2 separate regions of the Zea mays genome follow, and region 2 is linked to region 1. A link is a contact called in public Hi-C data. All regions are on one chromosome and are shown on one strand. Each heading gives the region's core, a stretch centred on a gene start, on an enhancer-like site or on the middle of the called end of the contact. The rest is flanking DNA. Distances are from core to core; before and after follow the strand shown.

The links. Hi-C and Micro-C count contacts between places; a contact is called where the count stands out from the background.
Region 2: a Hi-C map of leaf shows a contact between it and region 1, with 10 times the contacts expected there. The contact joins the promoter of LOC100193359 here to the promoter of LOC100381889 in region 1. A contact is called at or near these places in 2 of 25 Hi-C or Micro-C datasets (leaf and tassel).

The regions. Positions count from the first base shown.
Region 1 is chr7:18,199,858-18,205,374 of Zm-B73-REFERENCE-NAM-5.0, reverse strand. LOC100381889 reads left to right here and starts at 3,076. Exons shown (of 13, transcript NM_001174671.1): 1 at 3,076-3,434; 2 at 5,051-5,176; 3 at 5,259-5,378. The coding sequence starts at 3,111. It also overlaps the pseudogene LOC111589901.
Region 2 is chr7:18,728,810-18,734,338 of Zm-B73-REFERENCE-NAM-5.0, reverse strand. LOC100193359 reads right to left here and starts at 3,873. Exons shown (of 4, transcript NM_001348930.1): 1 at 3,728-3,873; 2 at 3,272-3,369; 3 at 2,259-2,359; 4 at 1,811-2,188. The coding sequence starts at 3,359. The coding sequence ends at 2,045.

The DNA of each region.
Region 1 (5,517 bases), core at 1,827-4,326:
CATAATTAATTTATTATTAACATTTTTCACTATAACACGATATGGACTAATCACGGATTAGCATATCTATAATAACCATGTTGCATCTAATGGAACCGATGCTCAAATGGAGTTGGAAGAGATGAGGGATACATGGTGGAGTTCTAGACATTTCATCGTGCACAACTTTCCTATACAGGAACATGCAAGATGCACATGCTTGTTATTCTTAACAAAATGTTATTCAATCATTACTGGACGAAGTGACTTTAGTATCGATTAAGAACCAGTTAAAGTTCCAAAATTTCAACTTGGACTATACAACCAGGACTAAAGATCTTAGTTCTTTTAGTCACGGTTGCATGAGCCGATACTAAATGATTCTTTATTACCAGTTAATGGCTCTAGCAGGTACTGAATAATGGTCCGAAAGCATAAAAAAATTAAAAATGGTCTGGCACGCACACGTCACAAGTCATGCGAAATGATATGAACTAGGATCTGGCTTCCCACTTTTTTCCTACCACTATGCTAAAGAGCTATTTCTGACTAGAAAGGAGATATTTTTCTTTTATTTTAACTATGAAAGAGTCTTTAGGACTAGTTAGTGGTAAAAATCTGTACTAGAGGATACCCTATAGAACCAATTTTTTTTCACCAACCAGTACTAAAAGGTTCAAAACATTAGTAACGGTTGATATTACTAGCCGGTACCAAAGTTGACTCTTTAGTGTTGGTTTTTAAAACCAGATAATATTAAAGGGTCTCAATATTTCACACCACCTCGACGCGCCCTCCTGCAACTATACATGTCTAAATGGGCCGGCCCAACAGTAGGCCCGTGACCCGGCACAGTCGTGGCCTGGCACGAGCACGGCCTGACCCGACTATAACCGTGCCCGGGCCAGTCCGGTCCGATAACCGTGCCGGGCTTGGGCTGGCCGTTTGGCCCGCGGTGCAGGCACGAGCCCGACACAGTTAATTGGTAGGCACGGTAACAGCCTGTTTGAGGAACTTATTTTGTAACGGTCAGTCTGTTTTTAGCTATAATACTGATGATATGTTATTATATAAGAGCATTCTGAATTGTGATATGTGTTTATATGTGTATCTGAAATTATTTGTCTAAGTATATATCTAAAATTATAAATATAATTAATTGAACCTAAAATAAATTTGAATATTGTCTTTAGATTCTGAATTTTAGAGTGTTTTTTTGTTTATGGGTCCGGGCCGTATAAGAATAACCGTGCCGGGCCGTATAAGAATAACTGTGCCGGGCCCGTATAAGAATAATCGTGCCGGGCCTGGGCTGCGTCAGCCAGCCCACGGGCCGGCCCGGTCCGGCACGATACTGAACCGTGCCGGGCTTGGAATGTCGCTCCTCGTGTCGGGCCCAGCCGTGTTCGTGCCGGGCCGGCCTGACACGGCCCGTTGGACATGTATACCTGCAACTCCCTCCTCACCGCGCACGTCGCCGCCAGCACACACCAGGACAAATGGCCATGCACGCGCGAGGCTCGTCGCTAGCACCTTCGCCCTCGACACCCTCATCGACAGTAGCTTCTCCCTTAGCGCCACGGTGCGCGAGGCGATGGCAACATCTGTATCTCGGGCCAGACAACAAGGACAAGGATTTATAGCGGGATTAGAACGATCGTCCGTTTTCTTGGGGAGATAAGATTTATCCGATATCATCATCATTAACATGTGTTGTTTGTTAGGCGAGAAGCAGGGATAAGGTTTATCCAATCACAAGGTTTATCTGTTTGTTTGGCAAGAAACGGGGGAAGGTGAAACAGATGTGCGCCTCGCGCATGACATAGTTGTTACGTGAGAAGCATGGGAGTGTTAGGCGAGCCGGGGGTGGGGTGGGGTGGGGGTGGCGATGCAGTTGTTAAGCGAGAAGCGGGGAGGGGAAAATGTGTGATTCGTGTGTGATGAGAAGCCGAGGAGGGGGAAACAAATGTGGGCTTTGTGCATGATGCAATTGTTAGGCAAGAAGCGTGGGGTGTTAGGCGAGGGGGGGGAGGGGCATATGTTGATAGTCGAGAAGCAGAGGAGGAAACAGATGCGCACTTCGTGTGTGACGCATGATGACCGTCGAAACTGGTGTTGTTAAGCAGTAGAGACTATTATAACATCTCCAACAATGCCTTAAATCAGTGCATTATCTTGAAATATAAGGCTCAACACATAAAAAACAGTTCCAATAGTATCCCATTTTATAAATTTATATAAAAAATATAGAGCATACCATGAAGTGATCTAAATATACTACACCCGAGACTAGTGCCCTATCCTTGTTTTCTACACCATTTTCATCATTTTCTTTCTTAATAATATAATTTACTTTCTAAAATACATGATTTATGGCTTAACTGTTGGAGCATAATTTGTTTAGTGCCCTAAACACTTTAAATAATGTAGTATTTTAGTTTTTGCGTCACTTTGTTGGGATGCTATAGCACCACACATGCACATTAAATAAAAAAAGCACAATAGTGGTGCATTGAGACGATATGCAATCATATTTGATACCTATAAAAAGTAACTTTAATATCAGAGTGAATATATGGTTCACATATCAGATATTAAACTATATTAAACTGATAAAAACAAATATTACACCTTATCATAGTCAAAAGACCCAAAAGATATAAGTTAAGTAGAAGCCCGATCCTTTTTTATAAGCCGCTTGGTTGCTTGTCCTTCTTAAGCTGATAAGATGGTACTACGTGAGAGCATTATGCTGTATGTGACTTCATATCGTGTTGGGATTGAATGGTTTTTCAAGATCTATTTAGAGATATTTGATTTCTAGAGACTAATTAACTCTATTTTATTTTATTTTAATATCTAAATTGTTAAATACGTTTGCAACTTTTCCGGTGCCTCACTGGTCACTAGTTGTTACAATTTCACTTTTGCAATTTTTAATAGAAAATAATACTACCGAGAAAATGTTCCTCGAAGTCAAACAGGTATTTTCCAGACTCCAGACTCTAGACGCTCATGGACAAGGCGACCAGCCCGGAACCTAGACGCTCATGGGCCGGTTCTGCCTTATCTCCCTCCCTCCTAGTCCTACCACTTCCTCATTCCCCACGTACTCTCTCGGCTGCTCGCTTATGGCGATCGAAGCTGCGCGCCTCTCACCGTCCATCGCCGCCGCCGCCTTCCTCGCCAGCCGCCCCCCTCTTGCCCTCCGCCCGTTCTCCCTTCGTCGCAGGTTTCCCCTCCTCCGCGTCCTCGCCAACTCATCGGGAGGGGACGGACGCGTCGTCGCTCTGTCCTCGTCTGAGCTCCGAAAGCGCCGAGGCCTGTCTTCCTCCTCTGGGGCTGCGGACTCCGCATCTGACGGGGATGAGAAGCTACGCTCGCTTCGTCGACTCTTCGCGCGGCCCGACGTTGCTATTGACGCCTACATCGTCCCTTCACAGGACGCCCACCAGGTCGAGCCGCCCTCTCCCTAGCCCTCAAGAATCCCAACTTGTATTATGATTAATCTGGTGTATATACCCAGTCGGAGAACATGAATAGATAATTTCTCAACGTATTAGTGTAATTGTGGAAAAAAATGATATAATTTAGGCGCTACATGCATGGTAATACCCACTTGTTACCAAAAAAAAATACTGCATTGTGTGTGACTAATGTGTTGCAACGTGTCTGGATCTTAGCCCTATCTTTTAAAGATGTACCTTGTGTATCCCCAGGAGGCTTAACTGGATAACAATTTTTGCTCTTGTGATGTATATGGACACTACTGCCACGTGGAGTTTTGGGAAACTTGTAATGCTCTAAACGCATATCAACCCCATTTAATATAGGGTCACTTGAGGAGTCTCTAGATGTTAATTAAAAAAATACAAGAGACGGATTCTTCGCGAAGAGACTGTTTCTAGTTCTACATTACTCTCCATATATATTGTCTCTTAACTGTATTTATGATTCAAAGGGCCAGGATTATATCATGCAGTTTTTAGCTGTATCTTGTACTTGAAAAACCATTACAGGGTCTCTAGGTTGTACATGCCCTAAAGGGATGATAGTGGAAAGGGAGTGGTCGGTGTGGTAGGAACACAGAGGGGCGGGTGCCTGGAGAGAGGCGGCCGTGAGCAGGTTGGTGAAAAAGTGGCTGTTGAGTTCGGAGTTGCTTGGCTGCTGTGATGTGTGGGAGTGATGTGGTAATTTGAGATTGGCCTGGTTGAGATTATAGATTAAGGTGTTATTTTGGTTGCGAAGTACATGGGAAGTATTTATAACTATCATGATTACTTTTAATTTAAAATACATATACTCTAATAATTCTTCGATAGTTTCCAAATATGTTGGATGTATGCGATGATACGGATGCACCCATTCTTAGAAGTAGCTGTGAAACATACTTGACTATTGAAAAAGCAGTAGAAGCGCTCAATAGTTGGTACATTTGATATAAATATATAATTTCTAGCAAGGTGTGGTCTAATTATGTCATGATGTACTTCCATAAAAATGAAGCATTTGCTTGACAGTGCAGTAGTTTCCACTACTACTGAAGTCATGAAGCATATATGTTTTTTTATTCCGCTTGTAAACTAGCTTTGAGTTTAGCTAGGGCTTTAGATAATCATGATATCTATGTGTTGGAATGAATGTCTCCCTTTCTATATTAGGCTGATTGAGTACATCTCTCCTTTCACCTGCGTGTGATTGATCCCTTCCATAGTAGAGATATTACTTACTTTCCATACTCCATAGTAGAGTGGCCTGCCTTCTCAGGTAGTGTGTGCCGGCCCTAGATGCCTTGGCCTCCAAAGATTTCCACCCTATATATGTAATGGTTCATCTGTCTCAATATACATATACAGATTCTACCCCTTTCCACTCTTCTAACACTATGCTCAACATGAGTTTGTGACTGCATATGTTTTAGAGTTTTTCCATATGTGGTGAACTGTTGTCCTAATATTGCTGCCGAATATAAATGATGTAGAAAAATTTCAATGCGTTACTTAGTGAAGCGACACGATTGAATTAAATATAATCTCCACTTACATGTTTTTTTTCACAACTTCTGTTGCAGAGCGAATTCATTGCAGAATGCTTCACGAGGCGTGCCTATCTGACTGGGTTCACTGGCAGTGCTGGTACAGCTGTGGTCACAAAAAATAAGGCTGCTCTCTGGACTGATGGCCGTTATTTTCTTCAGGTGCTCCTACTTCCTGCAAACTTTAATATCTTTGCACCTTTATTTCTGTTATTGCTTCATGATCAATTCTTCTGTTTGCTAGGCAGAGAAGGAATTGAGCCACCACTGGACACTCATGCGCAGTGGGAATCATGGTGTTCCAACTACTAGTGAGTGGTTGAATGATGTTTTACCATCTGGTTGCCGAGTTGGTATTGATCCGGTGAGTTTTTCTTTGATAAGTTATTCAATAATTTATATATTTACTACTGGGTAGTGGGTTCAGAGACGCACTGCTTATACACTTTAGTGAAGGATAAGCCATAGTGATCTTGATATTTTGGAGCTCCAATTCTAGGATA
Region 2 (5,529 bases), core at 2,624-5,123, 530 kb before region 1:
AATTTGAAGTGTCGTTTACAGAGTCTATTAGATACATTTTTATTCTAATATTAGCTAAATTTACTTTTACAAAACCATATATCTAGTCTCTTAAAGTTATTCTAATTAGCTAATTTGCTAAAAGTAGCTAAGGACAACTACAAGAGGCTCTCTATATTCTTCCTAATCTATATAAATAGATACTTTTGTAAAAAAACTCTCCAACAACTTATCTAAATGACTATGCAAATATAATCATATTCTATTCCGAGTTTCTCGCTAGCCAAATATAGAAAACGTGAATAGCTCTTTAGAGTACAACAAGATATATGAGGACTATTGGAGATTGAATAGAAAACAATTTTTATACAAATGACTTTTTAAATGATAATTTAGGTGTACATTTGGGTCGAGCCTGATGGCCGGCCCGAAGCACGAAAAAAGCACAGCCCAGGCCCAATTCGAAATATTTTAGTGTCGGGCCAGCACGATATATCGGGCCAGGTTTGAGCCGGGGTCGCGACCCATGGGCGGGCACGAGCATGACCCGTTTAAGGCAGGCACGAAATGGCTCATATAGAGGCACGAAAAGGTCCATATATTCATTAAAACCACACTTCATCCCACACTTTCATGTACTTGATAAAGAACACAAAGCTAAAGATGATGCTAGTTAGATGTTTTTTAGTTTCAAATTAGAGTATGTGATGTAATTTTACTTTTGTTATGAACATTAGATAATAAACTGAACTTATGAACTATGTATAGAGTTGATTATACTCTTTTTCGTTCTAACAAAATGATTTTTAAACGAGGTAGTCATTGCATAGCTCTAGTAACTTAATACAAATATTAAGTTTGCTTTTGGTTCAATTTATTTATCTTAGCTTTTATTTGTTTTATTAAATTTGTTTTGAATTTAGGGCTCGCATGTGAATTTAGGGCCGCGGTGTGAATTTCGGGTCAAAAAATAAATTCCAAGACAAAAATTGAATTTCAGGCTTTTTATAATTTCAGGCCGTCCGAAATAAGCCTGGCACGTTTAAGCAATTACGTGCCAGGCCGTAGGCCGAGGGCTGGTCTGGCATGTCCCGAAATTTAAACGGGATAGGCCAGTCCGAAATTTAAACGGGCCGAGCCTTTTTAGGTTTAGACCGGACCGGACGGCCCGAATGGACACCTATAATGGAGATACTCTAAAAGTTGAATTATTAGTTAGATTGTTTAGATGTTTTTAGCTAATTTTAGCAGCTAACTCTTAATTCTAGTGCATTTAAGCATTAATCTGATGTCCCCATAAACACGAATCGTGGCTTCGCCTGCCTATGCTTCGTAGTTTCTAGTTCAATAACATAATCATTTTTCTCCTTTTCTCTTCCAAAACAACTCACGGTGGTTTTGGGAAGGCATTTGCAGTTTTTTTTTTAAAAAAGCAACACCATCAATTTCCAGGTCGAGCAGCATCCATTGGGATACTCACGTACAGCCTTTTGACATGGTTATTGCAACTAGAGAGAACTTTGGTTCGATCTTCAGAGAGATTATGATGACAGCTTGCTGGATCATTTGGATGATGAAAAACAGTGTCATTTTCGAATTTCGTTAATGGGATTTGCAGTTGCGCTTCAACTCATGGAAAATTATCTTCATTGAGGATTCTGGCTTGGTGTACACCAAAGCCAAACCCAGCAGAGCAAATCCCCTCAAACTGTGGAAAGAGAGTTACACACCTAAAAGAGGCCTTTTCTGTTCTTCCTTTCCCTGGTGATTAGTTCAAAAGAGAGAGACAGAACGGAAACAGAAACCCCAAGCATGGTATCAACAAAACAGCTTGTTCGAAAAATCCAGTTTAAAACAATATTATTTACCAATTGTACCAAATAACAATGGTAGGTTCTGACAGTACTAGTCACGTTTGCCGCTAAAGCTGCGGCGGCTTATTCCGTAGTTACGAACAGGAATTATGGATACAAGCGGGCATATTATTCCTCACCACTCTCACTCTTGACAAAAATAAATAGATCGACGGTACAAGTCTGCGAGCATAGTTCGGGAACAGCACTCCTCAGTTCTTGACGGTGGTGACATGCCGCAGAAGCATCTGAATGACATCCGGGGAGATGCTTGCGGCCTGCTGGGTGAGTTGCTCGATCTTCGCCGCCGTTTCTTCCTCGAGACGCTTGACGTTTGCACCGGAGTCGCCGCTGCTCTGTAGTCACCAAGACACAGAAGTGAGGTCCTGTAGTCCAGTGGGGAAAAATGGGACATGGCGTGCATACCTCTGCAACCTTCCTCTGAAACTCAGCCTCCATCTGGGCACGGTATTCGGCTATTTCCCGCTCAGCCTCCTCTTTTGCTTGCCTGAGCCTCGCTGACTTGGCTATTGGACACAGGAAACATTCATGTTCAGTATTAACTATTAAGAGGAAGGGAGGGGGGTAAAGGGGTCAGCTTTTTAGCTTCCTATTAGCTGACAATTTGCCAACAAGTTTAAAAGACATTTGTACAGCACATGGTTCACAATGGAATATGTTTTTGCTAATGGGACCCATAAAAGCAAGATTTCAACCCCTTCTTTTATTGCGACTTAGCTGTAGAACACACAAATTCAAGTTTATACTGCAGAGAGAACACAGCCCTTTAGCTTTTAGCTTTGTTGTTACATTTCACCAGAAAACAGTTCACAGTTAAGGCTCTCTTTGGAACCCCTCGAGCTAATAGTTTGGCAGCTAATAAATTATTAGCTGGATTGAGCCAGCTAATTAACTAATTGTTAGCTGCGAGGTAGCTAACAATTAGCTGTGGTATTAGCTGATGGCGTGGAACCCAACAACTAATTTTTAGTAGCTAACTATTAGTTTTAGAGGTTCCAAACAGGGCCTAAACATGCTTCTGCATACTTGAAAAAGAAAAGTAAACTTCTTTTCCCCCTCTAGACTAAAGATTGCTTTGTGCAGAGTTGGACACTAAATATTTCATGATCTCAACTCAGGTAGCTAAATGCAAACTTATACATTGTAACTTTGGCGTGAGAGGTCATGGTCTAACACCCAGAACAGGTGTTATATATTTGTTGGTAATGCAATAGTAACAGCATTAATGAGATGCCGTTTTTTTGCTACAGTTCAGAAACGTAGCAGTGCATTACCTTCAATCTCGCTCTACAAACATTAATTGAGGATCAGTGAAAGATGTCTAAGTGAATGGAACGAACTCATTCACAAGGTTGTTGCTGCCTAACGCTACGCTAGATCTACAATGGCTTGGGACAAAAAAGATGAGAAAACACTACCAGCTCTAGCGGCATTCACAATTTGCTGAGCCTCCTGCTCCGCAGCCAGCAACTGCTGGATCCCACTCTGGCGCCTGTTCGCGTCCATCCCTCAGCTCCTGGGCAAAACAAAAGGTCCGTAATTCGGAATCAGAGATAGACCTCAAATGTTTCAGATCAAACAAAGGGAGCACATAAACCTAGATCGCTACAAGACATTATGCCAGATGTGTAGTTTCATGCCATTATCCAGATATTCCGGCACGCAGGCAGAGGGACCAACGAATCCGCCGCGACGTGTTACAGGAGCACGCATCACAGTAGGCCGCCGAGAAAGATTTGCGATCCAGATCACGTCAGCGAACCGACCCCGCGGGACGGGACCAGCGATCCGCGCGGACAGAAGGGGTCCCGCCTCCGCGGCGAGCGATCCGCGAGAAGGAGAGAAGAAACGCAGGGATCTCGGCGCGGGGTTACCTGATCTGGATCGGGGCGGGTCGATTCGGCAGCCGGAGTGGAGGACGGTGGAGCGGCTGCGGAGGTTGGGGAACAGATCGCGTTCGCCGAGCCGAGCGGGAGGGCGACAGGAAGGCGATTGGTGAATGGAGATCCGCATATACAACGTGGCTCCACCTATCGATTTTTTTAATTTTAGTACTTTTTTCGGATTTTTATGTTAAAGTGTTTGGTATGTTTCTATATAGGGAAATTTGAATCCATACCATTAAAAGATCACCACTTTAGATCCATACCATTACTATCTCACTTACATGTGGGTCCACATGAGTCAATAACATGTGGGGTCCATGGTATATATCTAAAGTTTGGATCTTTTAATGGTATAGATCCAATTGTTCCTTCTATATATAAATCTGAATCGAGTCCGGCTCGTCTCGCTACGGCTCCGTCAAGTAACGAGTCAAGGTTCACTCATTTGACGAACCAGAAAAATCGGTTCGACTTGACTCGTTCTGGCTCGCCAAGCTAACGAGCATGTCTACAAATCACCCTCCAAATTATAATACAAAATGTCAAAAATAATTTAAACAATATATTTTAAATCAGTAAAATAAATATATTACTGATGTAATATAAAAATACATTAATTTTGTACAGTAATATTAAATAAAATAAACTAATTATCTATTGGGTACAAACATTATATGCTAATTAGAAATTTATGTAGCAAATTATTGTTAGGTCGAGCCACGAGCTAAATTGCGAGCTGTAGCGAGTCGAGGAGAGCTAGTCTAAGATAGAGTGGAGCGATCCTATTATTATATTTTATTATGTTTGGATTCTAGGATCAAACTTATTTTTTTTTTGTTCAAAACAACATACTATAAATCCTACCCTTTAGAGTGAGTTTAATAATACAGTACTGCTGGCTTTAAGGATCCTTCCAACCCACATTAAACTAGACATGATCGTTGGGCACCTGACCAACCCGACCCGCCCGAAAAACCTGGCCCGACCAATGCAACGGGTGGATACAAACCATAACTTTTTACCCGCAATAATTTACGGGCCAGGTATGGCCCACAATTTTTTATCAAAAACCCGACCCAAAGCCAAAAAACTGTCACAATTCGAAAGACCCGACCTGATACATCAAACAGCGAGGTATGAACCGACTCAACCCAACTCGGCACTAGGCACCAGTCGGGTACGGGCCGTGCTAAGTGGCCCACGACCAGACCTTGGTCTGATCCGATGTTTGAACTGGTCTACATTAAACTCATCCATATAGGAGTTAGGTGACACTATTAATACAGACTCCACTTATCCATCTCACAGTTTTTTGGTTCTTGTGTCTAAGCCGGCTCCCGCTTCTCTTTTATCTCGTCTACCTTACCATTTAGACAGCTTAGAGCATCTCCAAATGTTATGTAAAAAGATTACTAAAACTCAGTTTAAGGAGTTATTAGAAAAAACACGTCTCAAATGATACCCTAAATGATGTTGCTAAATTTATAAAGTTGTTATTTTATCATTTCTTATCCCCGCATTTGACAAGCCGAGAGGAACTCCACAAAGCACTTTTTCACGCGAAAATTGTATTTTGTGCCTTCTATTTTTATTCTCTTATTGTTTTTATTAATAAACTGTGGGCGGGCTACTACGTAGAGAAGAATCTTGCTACATGTTAGAGTTTTTTTATTAATAAACTCTGGGCTACTGTGTGAAGAAGAATCTTGCTACATGGATCCTTGAAACTCCACTCATGTCATGCGAACACTTTTAGGACTGATTTGGTGATTAGGGATCTCGAGGGGGTC